Linked DNA regions of Ovis aries: region 1 is linked to region 2. A link is a contact called in public Hi-C data. All regions are on one chromosome and are shown on one strand. The core of a region is the stretch at or near the end of the contact, and the rest is flanking DNA. Distances in the headings are between cores, read along the strand shown. Region 1 overlaps LOC121816934 (a long non-coding RNA gene). Region 2 holds the start of FNDC3B (fibronectin type III domain containing 3B).

The links. A called contact is a pair of places that touch in the nucleus more often than the background predicts.
Region 1: a Hi-C map of liver shows a contact between it and region 2, with 3 times the contacts expected there. The contact joins the enhancer-like site here to the promoter of FNDC3B in region 2. A contact is called at or near these places in 4 of 16 Hi-C or Micro-C datasets (blood, liver and skin fibroblasts).

Annotation. Positions count from the first base shown.
Region 1 is chr1:216,222,939-216,225,762 of ARS-UI_Ramb_v3.0, forward strand. The region is part of intron 1 of LOC121816934 (a long non-coding RNA gene); the gene reads right to left. Among named protein-coding and RNA genes, the nearest start is that of FNDC3B, 54 kb to the left of the region's middle. Within about 2 kb of position 1,518, at least 14 of the 54 cell types and tissues checked have an H3K27ac peak or open chromatin away from gene starts, as enhancers often do. A contact at or near this core is called in liver, where this site is marked.
Region 2 is chr1:216,168,665-216,171,665 of ARS-UI_Ramb_v3.0, forward strand. FNDC3B (fibronectin type III domain containing 3B) reads right to left here and starts at 1,428. Exons shown (of 26, transcript XM_015092550.4): 1 at 1,285-1,428.

The DNA of each region.
Region 1 (2,824 bases), core at 268-2,767, 54 kb after region 2:
ATATTGCACAACTCTAGGGGGCACTACTCACTTGGTAGCATATGTAAGTGGGATTGTGTTCCAAGGAGCAACAGTCACATAGAAACTACTCCAATCACCTAGACAATATTCTCCATTGAGCTATTTCAGAATGCCCCTCCAACCTCCTGAAATAGTACAACGAGGTGTACTGTCTGCTAGGGAGATGGACATCTTGGGTTTTGGTGTTAGGATTCTTTGAGTTTCAAATAAAAACTCAACCCAAATAGCTTCAACAATAGAGACGACGTATGGGTTCTCTGCTGTGCATTCTGGGGACAGAGCTGGCCTCTGTTTCCCTCTCTTGGCATTGCCTTCCTCTGGGTGTTAGTATCATTATCTCCTGTTTCTTGGTTTCCTTGTGCTTTATGTGTGTGATGAGGGTAGGAAGGGGTGTGTTTGTGTGTTGAGAGTGTCTTCGTGTGAGTAACTTTCTTTGGCAACCTCCCCTCCCCCCAAGACCACATGAAAAAGTAAAGAAAAGCCGTTTATTCTAGGGAAGGGATATTGTTATCTTCTGGATTATGGAGGATGTGAAGATGACATATAAAATGTGCATGAATGAACTTGAACAGGATTGCAGGTGGGCCATTAACTATCACATCTGTTACGCTGTATGTTAAAAATTACTTCCTTAAAACAGTTTTTTCTTCCTTGTTGTGAAGTAATTCTATTATATTCTTAAAGAAACCTGACATGAAAAGTTCCGTCTAAAAGTCTTCTTTCAAGGTCAGTTTGCAGACTTAATTAATATGGGTTGCTGAGTGATTATGCAATTCTCCTAGAAACAAATATTACTGAATTAGGTTATAATGAGTATTTTATAGAGAAAGTCAATACACAGAGTGTGTTTTCAGTCTTTGTCATCTGGTTCTAGTCTCTGTTTGGCAACAGGATTTTATACGTGGCTCTGTTAGTGCAGCCAAAAACCTTGCATACTTCACAACTTGCCACTCTTTTCAAAGATTTAGTTAGAGACTGAAGCTTATAGCACATGCTGCTGGATTAAGCATCTAAAGTGAGAGTCTCATGGGCCTAAAATATCTCTTGTACCCACACATTTCCTGGTAGGCCGAACTTCACAAAATAAACATAGATGACCTCTCATCCATCCAGTCTTCCGGAAAGTTTAGAAATGATGCAACCTTTTGGCAATATGACATGACACATTGCTTTACTTGCGCAGAGCATGAACTTCCTTCATTCTGCACAACCCCAGACAAACAAGCATTTACATTAGCACTGCCCGGATTCTGAAACAAAATTTTATCGACTTTAATGAAACTAGACATTAAATAAACGGACTCACTTTGGGAAGAATGAGTCGACATGTGACAACAGGGGAAGTCTTGTGGTTGCTTCATAGTGACATCCAAGACTTTTGAGAAAGTAGAAGCTTGTTTTTCTGTCAATACCTTGGTTTCCTTTCCTTTCTTCATCCCGCCCACAACCCTCCTCCACCACCTCGTGTGCAGGAATAACAATGTCTGGAATCAATATAGTGCTCTGCTTCTGAAAGGTTGAGCAGGCTGGCTTGGCTCTTTCCCTCGGAGGGAGAGTGTGAGCAATGAGATCTCCTACTTCTCCTCTGCCTGACTTTGTCTCTCTACCATTAACCTAGCTCTCAACTCAGTTTCTCTTTCTGGAATGGCTTGTTCTGGTTTCTCTTATTCAATAAATAGAAATAAATCGTTGACTTTTGAATTAGTGTGCCATGTGTATCTTTTAACCCTTTTTAATGATTCCAAGTATTTTTCGTTGCCTCCAAGAAGGGATAGTGGTGCCCTCACTGTTTCCAAGGGGTTTTTGTTTTGTTTTTGAAGATTTTCTTTCCTCTGAAATTGCCTGATTCCTCATTTTCTCAACTCCTAAGAGATAATCTATGCTTAGAAGTGTCACAGTGTCGTTCATGGTATATAACTAGGTAGAAATTGGTCAAAGAACTCTGGATGAAGATGACTTCAAACTATTTTACTTATAAAGCTGTTTGCACTCAGTTCCCAACCCATGTCTCCGGGCTGTTACTCCTTGTAATGCATCCCATATGACAATACTTCTCAAATTTTACAAAGTGAAGAACCCGCTGTTTTCATTTCCCATCTGTCAAGGCCAGCTATGTGGTCCTACTGTGAAGGACTAGTGTGCAGTTTGGGCGACCTATCTACACACAAACATGATCACCTTTGCTCTATATCCCATCCAAGGACTGGAGGCCAACAACCACACAATGTTAGGTTGCTAGCATTTCTACAGCACACTCTCTCCTTCTTTCCTTGTACCATCATAGATAACAACCCACAGGCCACTGACTACCTTTGAGCAGCACAGCCATTCTACCAGGTTCTTACCGTAACAAAGCTTGATTTTTATTGCTTTTGAAATTTGACCTAGGTGTTCTCAGTCCGGGTACCCTCATTCTCCTTGATTTGCCTGGCCTGTCCCTACCTGTCTTTGAAGGTCCACCTAAAAATTTTTTTATGAAGAAATAATTCATATAACATTCACCATTTTAATGTGTAAAATTCAGTGGTTTGTAGCACATCCTTAATGCTGTGCAACCATCACCACTACCTAATTCCAGAACATTCCCGTCACCCAAAAAAGAAACTCTGTACCTGTTAGTGGTTACTGTCTACTCCCCTCCTGCTTTCTCCCAGATCCTGACAACCACTACTTTCTGTGTGTATGGATTTTTCTATTCTGGGAATTTTGTATTAATGGAATCATACAACACGCAGCCTTTCATGACTGACTTTTTTCACTTAGTGTAATTTTTTCAAGGTTCATCCAGATTGTAGTGTGTATC
Region 2 (3,001 bases), core at 178-2,677:
ATAAAATGCCATCGCTTCCCTTAGTCAAAGATAGAAGGGTGGGAGTTGAGATTCGAAAAGCTCCAGCTCCAACCGCGCACTCCTGGAAGCCTCCCCGCCAACGGCGCCGCCGGGCGGCCCTGCCCCGTCTCCGGGGACATCAGGCCCGGGTGCTCGGGCTCCTATGGGGCGCGGGGACCGGACCTTTGGGAAAGTTCGCGGGCACAGCCCGAGGCCCCACTTTCCACCCGGAGTGACAAGCCCTTCCCACGCCGGCCGGCCCCCGCCCAGCCGCGGGCACCAGACGGTCCGCGCGGCCCCTCCCGGCCGCCTCGGGGCGCGGATTCCGCCGGCCCGCCCCACCCCGGCCCGGGAGCCCCTCGGGGTGACCGACTGACCGGAGCTACGCTGGCCCACACACCGGGTCGCCCGCTCCTTCCCGCCGAGCCCCACTCCCCCGCCCGAGCTTCCAGCCGCCAGGCTCGCGGAGTCCAGCCGCTGCCGCCGGTTACCGCCCCCAGCCCGGGGGGAGCCCGGGGGGCAGGACGGGGAGGGAGGACGTGGCGCGCACTGAGGTGGCCAGCGCCGAGGCGGGGAGTGTCCCTGAGAGGCCTGGCCTGGGCGGGGGGGGCCGGCTCGGGCTTGGGACCCTCCCCGCGAGCATCCCCGGGTCGGAGGTCCCGGCCCGCCCCCGCCTGGCGCGGAGAGGCGGCCCGACTTCAGCCCCACTTCGCACACCCGCCCTCCTCCCTCCACCATATGGAAATCTACGGCCTCAGAAAGTGACACGTCGAAGATTCCTCGGCCTCTCCGCCCGCCCTCCCCCTCCTGGGCAGCGTTCCTGCCGCGGAGATTCCGGGAGGGGGAGCGGATTCCTCGGACAAAATCTGCTGGGAAGGCTGGGGAGGACGAGGGGGGAGGGAGAGCCCGGGAACCACTGCCCAGATTTTTTTTTTTTTTTTTTTTCCATCAAGAAAGAATCTACCCGTTTTTTTCCCTCCTCCAAACCTTGGCCAGCTGTGTGGATGAGCGGGGGCCCGGAGCCCAGTAAGACGCGGCCGCAAAGCGGAGGCCGGCACCCCCCACACCGGGCCCCCTGTTCCCGGGGTGCCCAGATCAGCGCAGGGCGCCCCAGCACTCTGGCGGCAAGTTTTCCTCGGGAAGCCCGGCGCTCCCGAAGCGCTGCGGGACAGGCACGCACTTTGGCGGACTCTGCGTCCGGACGGGGCTTTCCAGCGCGCCGAGAGTGGCGGCAGAGACTTGGGATCCCGGTCCCCTCCAGACTCCCGCTCCTGCATCCCTTACCTTCCCTGGGGCTGAAACGCGGGGCTCCGGGCGCGCCACACACCGGGTCTCCCACGCCTCCCCAGCCGACAGCCCCGAGAATCCCTGCCGCCCCTTCGCTGCTCCCGCCGCCGCCGCCGTCTCCACCGCCGATCTCCTCCTCCTCCGGCCGCCGCCGCCGCTCAAATAACTACCAGGAGGGTTAGATGGGGGATTCCGCCATGTCAATGATGTCGGGACCACATGGGGATTTGGGGCCCGCCCACTGCCGTAATCTGCGGAGTATAACCGCCTCCACAGGCTCGGATTCGCAGGAACTGTGGGATCCTCTGTTCCCGCCTAGTCCTGCATAACTATCCAGAAACTCCTCAGTTCAGCCAGACTTTAAAGTAGTCTGAGGCTTAAGGGAACTAGCAACTCCTGAAAGGCGAGGAGTTCATGGTCTGCCAAGATCGCCAACACCGGTATAAATGCAGGGGTTGCTATGTAATTATCAGAGTTAAGAGTATGACATTTTTTTATTTGCACATATATGGACTGTGAAGAAATTTGAGCGCCGAAGAATTGATGCTTTTGAACTGTGGTGTTGGAGAAGACTCTTGAGAGTCCTTTGGACTGCAAGGAGATCCAGCCAGTCCATTCTAAAGATCAGTCCTGGGTGTTCTTTGGAAGGAATGATGCTAAAGCTGAAATTCCAATACTTTGGCCACCTCATACGAAGAGTTGACTCATTGGAAAAGACTCTGAGGCTGGGAGGGACTAGGGGCAGGAGGAGAAGGGGACGACAGAGGATGAGATGGCTGGATGGCATCACCGACTCGATGGACGTGAGTTTGAGTGAACTCCGGGGAGGCCTGGCGTGCTGCGATTCATGGGGTCGCAAAGAGTCGGACACGACTGAGCGACTGAACTGAACTTTTTTAAAATCCCCACAACCTTATGAGCTGTTCTGTCACCTCCTTTCTCTATTTCCCTCAGCACTTTGTTCATACCATTCACGTAGCTTTAAGAGATTATATTAATACCAAAGTTACAATGTCTGTTTCCCCCTTTCGGTGCCCAATATGTGCTCCTAAGAGCAGAGACTGTTCCTTACTCCTGTCTGTATTTCTGTATTAAACACAGTATAATGCAAAAGGCACAGTAGGACTCATTAAGTAACTGCTATGTTTATACTAATTAAGCCAAATGTAATGTATCCTGTTGTATAGACTCAAAATGGTAAACTGACTGCATCCTGTGTCACCCCTCAAATTATCCAGGCAGACAAGTAAGTAGAAGTTATCCCAAAGAGGCCACTAGCCCTTTTAGCTTCCCAGGTATTCTAAATAATTACCTTTAGCCTCAGTTATGAGGCTACATTGTTATATAGACTGACTTATTGAAAAGACCCTGATGCTGGGAAAGATTGAGGGCAGGAGGAGGAGACGACAGAGGATGAGATGGTTGGATGGCATCACCGACTCAATGGACATGGGTTTGGGTGGACTCTGAGAGCTGATGGACAAGGAGGCCTGGCGTGCTGCGGTTCATGGGGTGGAAAAGGGTCGAACTCAACTGAGCGACTGATCTGAACTGATTAGGCTACAAAGCAGGACTAGGTAGCAACCAGATGCAACATACTACTTTCATTGATCTAAAAAATACATAAAAACCAATTTTTAGATAAAGTTATTGTATATAGTACTGTATTAAAGCCTGAAGAATGTAAAAGAATACTAAGAAATAGCTCCTTTTC